Regions from separate parts of the Mus musculus genome. Here all the other regions are linked to region 2. The links are chromatin contacts, called in public HiChIP or PLAC-seq maps. All regions are on one chromosome and are shown on one strand. The core of a region is the stretch at or near the end of the contact, and the rest is flanking DNA. Distances in the headings are between cores, read along the strand shown. Region 1 overlaps Ptprn2 (protein tyrosine phosphatase, receptor type, N polypeptide 2). Region 2 overlaps Ptprn2 (protein tyrosine phosphatase, receptor type, N polypeptide 2). Region 3 overlaps Gm5441 (predicted gene 5441).

Region 1 (3,296 bases), core at 449-2,948, 250 kb after region 2:
ACATTGCCATTCTCTTAATCCCCTTTGCACCGAAGTTCCCCCTCCTGTGAGGGGAGAACAGGAATGTCTGGTCTCTCTATGGTGATTTGCATTCTCGGTCTCTAGATGTCCTGTGGGATGCCAGTCAAAGTTAGGCCACCAATGACAACCAACAGTTTCACCCAAGTCCTATAGAATTTAAATTGTGATGTCAGGTCGGCTCCTTCCTAAATCACTCAGTACTGAAACGAATAGGGGCACACAGTGGCCAAAACATGGACTGAGGCTTTGAATGGAGGTTCCAAATCCTATCTCCTCCCCAGCTTCACCTTAGCAGCCTTAGTGGCCATGAAACCACAGTGAGGACATCAAAGAGGGCTGAGAACAATGAGGCCAGTTTCCCTGTTCCTGGTCCATGAGATACATCTAGTTGCCATGGAGACCAGCATCTGCAGAACTCCCTAAAGAAGGCTTTTTACAGACACTGCTTCCCTCTGCTTGGAGACAGCCTGCTAGCTGGGCTGAGGGGGTGGGGAAGGGCTATAGAAAGGGACCCCAGCTGAGGGGGCTACAGGAATGGGACTCTGGCAGAGGGGTTTCAGGAAGGTAGCCCAGGCCGAGGGAGTGCAGTTAGGCTGAGGGAAGCTGCACAAAGGGCTGGGGGGGGGGGGCGCAGCAAAGGAACAAGGGGAAACCCCAAGCTCTAAAGTAGGGAAGGTCTGTTGTCCTTAAAGTCCAACAGTCATCCATGTTGTGTTTGGGTAGCTCTCAGGCAGGGCTAGAACTATCACCCATGCAGTCCTTTTGTTCGATTGATCAATTTGCATCTGACATCTTCAAAATGCAGCCACCTACAGTGTTGTCCCTGCCTGTGGGTCCAATAGGCCTGTACTGTCTCACTATACTCTTGAATTTCCTGGACCTTGCTCTGGGGCTATGTGGAATTCCAGCCTCACTATGCAAGTCAGCCATCATCCAAGAGTACGCCATTACGCTGTGTATTCCTGTCCCAGGAGGAAACAGTGGGCTAGTTTGCAGACAGAACTTCAGAAAGTGTATCAGGCTTTGAGCATATTCAACACATCTGTTTATGGCAGGATTGTTCACCTAGACTACTCTCCGAGTATCTCATCTCAGGGGCCAAACGCCCTTACACTGTCCCTCATGCTCAGTGGCCCTTGTGCATACCATCTGTTCTCAGTTCTCATACTTTTCCAAAGCTGTCTCTACCTCTTAACCCTAAGACCTGCCTTCGGTTAACCCCAGGTGTGCTGATGTGACCTGTTCTGTGTGAGCACTCACAGTACTGAGGGTTAACATTGCTACAGTTGTATTTAGCATACACTCTTTCCCACAAGCCATACCTAAGATGAAGAGATGGTGCTAGGTATCAGAGGATTAAGAAGAAGAAACTACAGAGTTGGGCCATTCAAAGTTAGATAACCATATATGCAGAATCAACTACCTCCTCTCTAGCCTGAGGTGGCCCCACATAGCCTGGCCTTAAGCATCAGAGAGTCAGGCAATGGCTCAGTGACAGTGGGAGATGAGACCACAAGCAGGCATCTGTGCTCACAGGCCCTGCTGAGGCCATGGGTGAGAGCCCGTGATGAGGGGCTTGAAGCTGAAGCCAGATTTCAGAGCAAGCTTCCTATTCTCCCTTCTCCTCATCTAGTTGCCATGGGAACTGGCATCTGTAGAATTCCCCAAAGGAGGCTTTTGACAGACATTGCTTTCCTCCTGTTCAGAGTCAGTCTGCTAAGCTGGCCTGTGAGAGAAACTGCAAGATGACCTAGTGTATAGGCTCACACCCTGCCTTCCTCCCTGAATGTTTATCTTGACCTTCTTGACCTGGTGTGTACAGGCTCATACCTTATCTTCCCCCACCCCAGAGCTTATCTTGAAGCCACTTATTAGATATGCAAAGTCACTCTGTAGTGCTCGACCCTGTTTCTGGAACAAGCTACTCCCACTTAGGTGTGAAGGCACTATCATCACTAAGCTAAGAGAATAAAAGAAAGCAGACACACCCTTTGTGTATTAACAGAAAATGAAGATCAACCAGTGAAGACACAGGTGGGGTACCTCAAATCTACAAAAGACAGGTTTGACTCTGCTAAAGATGGGTGAGGTGAAGAAGGAGCAGGTTTCTGCTGAGAGCCTCTGTGAGGTAAGAACTCCTTGAAGTTGCTGTTGCTAATGAGGGTCCCTTCCACAGACACAGCCCCAGCCCCTTGGGAGCATCTTCTAGTCACTGTATGATGGCCATTGCCAGGAACTCTCCAATCAGGCATTCTCAAGTCTCTGTCTCTCTGTCTCTGTTTCTGTCTCTCTGTCTCTCTATCTCTCTCTTTCTCTCTATATCTCCTTGTCTCTCTATCTCTCTGTATCTCTCTCTCTCTCTCTCTCTCTCTCTCTCTCTCTCTCTCTCTCACACACACACACACACACACACACACACACACACACACACACACCAGGCCCTTAAGGTCATGGGAGTGAAGGGGAGACACCAATTGCTGGCAAAGAGCAAGAAAGATGTTCAAAGAGAGCCAATTAACATCCACAAACCATCAAGGGGCCACAGAGCACCATCTGCTTCTACCTGTCCATCTTCATCCTATCCTGGTGGTATTTTGACACCACAATTCTACACTGTTTATATATGTGCAGCCTAAGGTTGTCGGGGAGGAATTCAGGCAAAGTCTTACAGTCACTGCCCATCCTAGTGATAATTTGTACTACTTTGTTTTTTTTTTTTTAAAGAGTTTATTTCATTTTATAGCTTGTAGTCTCCCATCCAAAGAAGTTGTTTACTGGCTTGCTCCTCATGGCTTGCTTAGCCTGCTTTCTTATACCATCCAGCACCTCCTGCCCAGGAGTGGCACCATTCACAGTGGGCTGGATCCATCAACATAAATCATTAATCAAGAAAATGTTTCTTAGGCTTGCCCACAGGCCAATCTGGAAGGAGTGTTTTTTTCAATTGAGTGTCTCTCTTCCCAAAGGATTCTAGCTGTGTCAAGTTGATTAAACACTAGCCAGCACACTGCCTCGGGCAGAGCCTGCCTAACACATCAGCCCACGCCTGCAGGGGAGAATCTGATTTTCCATTCTGCATCCCTGTTTACACTTGTAACTGCAATAGTCAGCTTTCTGTGATTGTAATGAGACACTCAGATAGTCAACTAAGGAGGAGGACAGGTCTATTTTGGCTCACGGTTTCAGCAGGGTTGGTGTAAGGTTGTTTTGTCTGCTGCTATGGGCCTGTGGCAGCACAGTACATCATGGTAGGAGCACATGGCAGAGGGGGTTAT
Region 2 (3,274 bases), core at 504-3,003:
TCTCCAGGCTTCTGTTCTCCTTCCAGGCACGTTGGGTGCCTGTCTGTGTTTCTAGCACACATAGCACACAGCTGCCACTGCTGACTCATGAAGACATATGCACTCTACATTCCATTTATCAGTATTAGGTTTCACTTTATCCAAACAATAGCAGAGGGTGGCAACAGATCAGGTCAAAAGATCCCTTCCTATAAGACCCCCAAGGAAGTTGATGATTTAAGAGCCATCTTCACACATCTACACAGCCAATCCATCTTGCAACTGTGGCGTGTTTCATTAATAGTGACCAGATTAAGATAACAGACAATGCATAATTCATGTACTGTACTTTTTCCACATTTCTAATTAGCAACCCACTTTCTACAGCTAATGTAAGACTACCCAGAAACGGTGTAAGATTAATACAGAGCCATAAAATTGTGGTTGCAAGGTATTTACATGAATGCTAATGAGAAGTTTCAAATTGTCATCATAAAAGAGCCTGTACTGTGACTTCATGAGGGAGTATAGAGGGTGAGAGAGGGGACAGACTGCCCTCCTCCTTCACTCTCAAATCAAGTTTGGCAAATCCAAGGAGAAAACTTTGAAAAGTTTATTTTTACCTGGTAGGCTTCAGTGGCATCTGCACTGGGGTCAGCGCCTAGTCCAGACAACTTGTCCTTCAGCTTGTAGTGTGAGTTGTGGCGGAGGCAGTAGGCAAGGCTGGAAGCCAGGAGAACCCCCAGGATGCAGGCAATGGAGAGGAAGGTGAGCAAAATGAACTTGGTAGAGTCCTCTTGCTCTTCCTGATGCGGCAGGAGTTTGAGCTTTCCCTTCTGCAGGAGGAGGAGAAGAGGGAGGAGAACAGGTTACTACTCAGGGGACCTTGACTCCAGCAGCACACCCCCTCCAGACTTAGTGCAGCCTCAACATGAGGGGGCTGTGCAGGGACACACGTGCAAAGAAGTTCCAACACCATACCTCCAGACCGAATTTCTATTAAGCAGAAGTCAAGAGTAACCCCAATAGTGGCTGTTCTTCAAACTTAATAATGTAAAGTATTTGGTACCCAACTTGCTGCTTTAAGTAAAACGAAGTGTACATCATTCCTAATCAGATACAGATTTTGTCCAGAGCATGTAATCCAGCACATGCTTGGCAGGAGGTGGGTAAAATATTAACAGAACTAAATAGTCCCCAGTATCAGTAGAATGCACTGGCCAGAGTCATCATAGCTCTGGGACATGGCTTCTTCTCTAGAAGACATTCTGTGGGTTAATGCAACCAGCTCTAGTCACTCTCTATAAGCACAGACTCCAACTACTGGTACCTGAGTATTGTTCCTTCAAAGGGGACAAGGTCTTTGGAAATAGATGATTGGGAAGTTCACTTTGCATCTTGGGGGAATAGGTGAGAAAATCCTCTCTGTCACTCAAATCCAGGGCAGATAGCCAGACAGCGCCCCCCTCATTAGCTTTATTAGGAGGTGTATTAGCAACAATTAAACACGCCACAGGAAAATGGAAGGGCCGCAGGCAAATCGCCCACGACTCCCGGCCAGCAACCCCCACAATTACTCGGGAAATGAATGGAAGAGCACGCCCCTGCCTCCGTCCTGGTTGCTACAAGAGGAGAACAATTAGCAAACTCCTTTCCGCCACCTAATTTCGCGTGGTAACAAAATGGATTTTTCCCCATGAATGCCTGGCCGGCCTATTCATTATCTCTCTTCTATTAGTAATTTTCTGCTCCGCTTTCAGCCTCCCAACTCTTCGTTTCCTCCAGTCTCTGAGTGTACACAGTGTCTCTTATGTCAGGCCGGGCCCATTTTTATCTTGTAATCATAAAGGCCACCAAAGCAATTATCGCTAGTCTTGACTGGAAAAGCTGGTCATTAATTAGCCTGCTTTTGCCTTCGGTGCGCGGATTAGCGGGCGCTGGGACCGAGTTAATGGAAACGCGGGTTAAATGAGAAAAGACGCCGGGATTTCCTGCCTGGATGCGCGGCTTGGTTCTGCTTGGCTCTGGACCCAGGAGGTTCCTGGACTTCAGTAATGGATGGAAGAGAGGAAGGGAGGGGGCTCCAAGGCCTGGCAGAGGGGACCTTTGGGAGGGGAGCAGGAGACCCGGAGCAGGAACGTGGACACCTCTCCCAGGACTGAGTGGGCGACACCCTTGGCTGCTGCGAGCCAGCAGCATAGAAGATCCTGCACAGGGGAAAGCTGTGGAACCCTTCCCTTCCTCCTCTTGGCTTCCTCCCGGGTCCCCTCCTCTTTTCACTCCCGCCCACCCCACAGGAGAGCTTCTAGAAAGAAGTCATTCCAGAGTCTCCCGCCCCTCCCCCCAAGTCAGCGAAGTCCCCATCTCAGTTTCTAAGCTACACTTCTTTGCCCCAGCACGGGCAGGAGCATAAACCACACAAATAACCCTTTCGGCCAGGGTCTCGGTGGCCCAAATGGCTGTCCTCACATGACTGGATGTAGTTCGCACAAGAACAAACCCTTTTCCTTAAGTTCCTGGCCAGTGGACCTCCGCACCATTCGCAAAACGGAGCTGTTCACTCCCCAGGGTTCAGTGTGGTCCCAGGTATGCCAGGGCGGGAGCTGGTCACACTCTGCCGGATCCATGGCTGCTTTCCCACCGCCCTTGCCTGTCTAGCCTCTTCTCAGCAGACCACAACAAAGGCAGTGGTGGGATGGCAATGGCAAGGACACCTTACCCATCTCCTGAGCTGAGGGTCCCTGAACCAAGGCCCAGCGTAGGCTTTGGGCGGACCTGCACGCCACGTGGCGCTGGAAAAGGACCTCCTTAACCTGGCTTCAGGCACGAAATTCCTCGGCTTCAGGTTCTCAGATAACTCTAAGTTACCAGCCATGCTGGGCCATGGTATATGACAGCCCATCAGTACACTCTGCACTGTACCCGCGCTTCCACAGGGCTGGGAGCACCAAGCGATCAATGGTCCGTAGTATGAACTCCGCCTGACTGACAGCACTGCCAGGTGACAGACACTGGGCACTCTGGAGCCACAGGAAGAGGCAGGTGATGTTCCTACAAGTGAACGGCGTGGCAACCTGCGGGGCTGGCTGCAGGGCAACCAGTGAAAAGCCCAGGTGCCCCAGCTTCTTTCTCGGTTTTATTTTAAACCAGTTGGTTGCTGGGATTTTTCTCAGAGGCTGAACCAAATTGTCCGGGCAAGAGCAGAGACTTCCTTCTCAATGGGCTCCTGTGGGATAACTGAAGAGGGCAGGGCCAGATTACTCTAGGCTCCACCCATCTCTGTGCCCCTGAGTAG
Region 3 (3,086 bases), core at 7-2,506, 150 kb before region 2:
GGGTGCTCTAACCAAGATCTAGACCTTTTCAAAATTAGGCTATTACTTGTCTCAAATACTGGGGTCTTGATGACTGTGTCACACCTGGGTGTGTCCTCAGTTTGCTTTCTCAATGCCCTTGCCTGTCTACACCCTCTGGGCTCACACTGCGCTCAGTCTTGAAGTCACACTGTGTGCATCTTTCACACTCCACCCAGTCTTTGAAGTCACACTGTATACTTCTCTCTTTGAGTGAGGGCAGAAGGCAGGTGCTGTCTTTCTTTTATAAAGACTTTCCATTAAGCCAGTTGGGAGGTTCATTGCTGTACTATTCCCCAGTCCCCCATCACTACTAAGATGACCATTCATTTTGTTCTGCTAGCCCAGTAGCTTTCTGGTAACTTGTCCGAACCCTGATTGGTACCCTGAGCTAGGAAGGTAAAGGAGGCAGGACATACTGGGGGGATGAGAGGGGGTAAAGTCAGACAATCTGTCAATCATAAGCTGAAGACATTTAGACTTCTAATGTCCTCACTTACAACAGTAGGAGGACAAGTGCCATCAAAGAACATGGCCTTTGGGAGTTCTCGAATCTTATGGGATGCAACTCTAGAGTATGTCTCCTGGGAGCCACACACTGTCCAAGAAGTCTGTGGGGCAGCAAACTCATACCAGGAAATTTATGGGTGTTTTTGTTTGAATGTCTGCTCCTCCCACTTGGTGGTTTTTAAAATTTATTCATTTTAGATATGCATGTGTATGCATATGTGTGGGTACACACGTTAGAGCATACACGTGATGGTCAGAGGACAACTAGTTGGAGTTGATTTTTCTCTTTCCATCATGTGGGGTCCTTAGGGATCTAAAACTGGTTCTCAGGTTTCATGCCTGCCCACTGAGTCATCTCGCCTACCTGTATTTATTCTTTTTGTTGCTTTTGAGACAGGATCTTGCTGCATAGCCCAGGTTAGCCGTGAACTTGCTGTCCTCCTGCCTTGGGTTTCCTGAGTGTTGGGAGTAGAGACAGGCCTTTGTCACCAAGCCCAACTTCACTTGTTTCATAATTAACAATAGCCTTTGACCATCAACTCTTTAAAATAACTGTTGATGCTATGGGAGGTCCTGAGTCAGAGGGCCATAAGCTGAGGCCTGGTCAAAATGAGCACCTCAGAGGCAGGTGTTCCTCTCCTGTGTGGCTTTACATCTTGACAGGGTATAAAGTAGCAGGGACATGTGCTGTCTCCCAGCATTCTTTCATGGGCATAATGACTAGGCTAGAAAATCCAGCACGAAATGTAATTAGTGAAAGTCACAATACCCCAGCAAGCCTCGCAATCAAGACACACTGCACTGTGCTCTCTTGGAAAAAATCAAGAACGAGCTTTGTCTTCATTTCTTTCTTTGAGGTGATTATTCAGAAGCGGAGGGAAACACTGTGCCTGGAACAGGCCTATTGTAAGTGACAGGGTCCTCTGGGGAAGGCAGACCTGGCTACACATGGCTTGTTTGGTGGTGTATGAGTGTGTGTGTTATATGAAGAGTGTGTATGTTTCTGTGAGCATGTGTGTTTGCGTGAGGAGTATATGCATGTTTCTGTGGGTGTGTTTTTGTGTGAGCATGTGCTTTTGTGTGAGTGTGTGGTTATGTGAGGAGTGCCTTTGTGTGAAGAGTGTGTGTGAGAAGTGTGTGTTTGTATGAGCATGTGTTTGTGTGAGTGTGTGGTTATGTGAGAAATGCCTGTGTATGAGGAGTGTGTGTGTGTGTGTGTGTGTGTGTGTGGCATGTGTGTTTGTGAGAGTATATGTTGGTGTGAGGAGTGTATCTTTTTCTGTGAGTATGGATTTTTTTTTCCAGATAAGCTTCTGTTCTTCTACATTAAAATAATAGCCTAATTAATTTTCATATTCGCCTGGCTGTGCATCTAAGCCCATGTCACAGGAGGAAATTACTAATAGGGTACGTGCCAATTTTCAGGGTGCGTACTGCAGCCTGCATCAGGAGGGTGGGAGCTTTGTGTGCCTGACAATGGAGGGAGTCAGCCTCGGAGGCTGATTACTAGGGAGCCTCTAGACAGATCCCCCAGCCCATTGAAATTCCAATCATTTCCATGTAATATTCCCATCTAGATAATTGTCAACTGGCCCTTATCATTATTTATTATGCAAAATTGAATTTTTTTGAAGCGTGGAGAGAGGAGTAATTCCATATGCAAGCAGCTCAGACTCTCCTGTGTATTCTGATTACGTACATGTTGATAAATTCACTTATGATGAGTGACAGCGTGAGGTTTTGGGGTCAGATCGGTCAATCCGTGGAAGACGCTGATGAAAATGACTAACTAAATGCCAGCAGAATCCCTTGCGCACCTCAGGATGAGCATGCAGAATGCCGGTGTCGAGCCTGCGTCTATTAATAACTAAGTATGATTGCATGTAACGAGCAGAGAGCTTCCTGGTGATTGAAGTGCGATAGTTTTGATCTTCCAGATGTCGCTGCTTAGAAATTCACATTGCTCTTTTACTGTGAGATGTGGAATGACCTTCTCAGACCTCTTGCTGTTGACACCCCTATTGTTCCCAGCCCTGGAGTCAAGCCGGGGCATGTGTCTCCTCTGGCCTTGCTGCTGCTCTGCCCTTTATGTCATTTTCACTCACAGGTCCTTCTGTATGAGGCCATGTGGGTGGACAGCGACGTTGGGGTGGCATGCCTCATCCTCACCGTCACTATCTTGTCTTCACCCTGGGACTGGGTCACCTGGCACCTTCAGGAGGGGCAAGCTCACAGTTGCTCTCAGTGTCTGACTCAATGCTGTCTTGATTTGAAGCCTTGAGAGAAAAAGGTGGGAAGTCCCAGCCTAGAGCCCCCTTAGGGGGCAAGTAGGATCATGGGTGCTCAAGGACAGAGAGGGATTTGTCTTGAGTCCCAGAGGAACCCATTCTCTGGAAGAAGACAGAAGCCCTTCATCATATGTGGCAGACCTGGGGAGTCATTAGGAAAGCATAGTGTGGGTTTAGATAGGGCATCGATGGTGTATCATTATAAGTTTATGAGCTGAGTTTTCTTTCACAGACACTATGAACAACAATCAGAAAGGTGCCTGTCCTGTG

What was found. HiChIP or PLAC-seq counts read pairs in DNA pulled down with a chosen protein or histone mark.
Region 1: a contact with region 2 is called in an H3K4me3 HiChIP or PLAC-seq map of forebrain, with 3 times the contacts expected there. The contact joins two enhancer-like sites. A contact is called at or near these places in 4 of 115 datasets of contacts at active chromatin or transcription factors (embryonic basal ganglia, embryonic forebrain, embryonic midbrain and 1 more).
Region 3: an H3K4me3 HiChIP or PLAC-seq map of embryonic midbrain shows a contact between it and region 2, with 2.4 times the contacts expected there. The contact joins two enhancer-like sites. A contact is called at or near these places in 2 of 484 Hi-C or Micro-C datasets (embryonic stem cells and stem cell-derived neural stem cells) and 11 of 115 datasets of contacts at active chromatin or transcription factors (craniofacial prominence, embryonic basal ganglia, embryonic forebrain and 6 more).

Annotation. Positions count from the first base shown.
Region 1 is chr12:116,905,998-116,909,293 of GRCm38.p6, reverse strand. All of the region lies in intron 11 of Ptprn2 (protein tyrosine phosphatase, receptor type, N polypeptide 2), which reads right to left. Among named protein-coding and RNA genes, the nearest start is that of Gm31336, 150 kb to the right of the region's middle. Within about 2 kb of position 1,698, at least 36 of the 459 cell types and tissues checked have an H3K27ac peak or open chromatin away from gene starts, as enhancers often do. A contact at or near this core is called in embryonic basal ganglia and forebrain, where this site is marked.
Region 2 is chr12:117,159,135-117,162,408 of GRCm38.p6, reverse strand. It overlaps Ptprn2 (protein tyrosine phosphatase, receptor type, N polypeptide 2), which reads right to left. Exons shown (of 23, transcript NM_011215.2): 13 at 603-815. Among named protein-coding and RNA genes, the nearest start is that of Gm10421, 9.5 kb to the right of the region's middle. Within about 2 kb of position 1,753, at least 25 of the 459 cell types and tissues checked have an H3K27ac peak or open chromatin away from gene starts, as enhancers often do. A contact at or near this core is called in embryonic basal ganglia and forebrain, where this site is marked.
Region 3 is chr12:117,304,146-117,307,231 of GRCm38.p6, reverse strand. All of the region lies in intron 1 of Gm5441 (predicted gene 5441), which reads left to right. Among named protein-coding and RNA genes, the nearest start is that of Gm5441, 31 kb to the left of the region's middle. Within about 2 kb of position 1,256, at least 12 of the 459 cell types and tissues checked have an H3K27ac peak or open chromatin away from gene starts, as enhancers often do.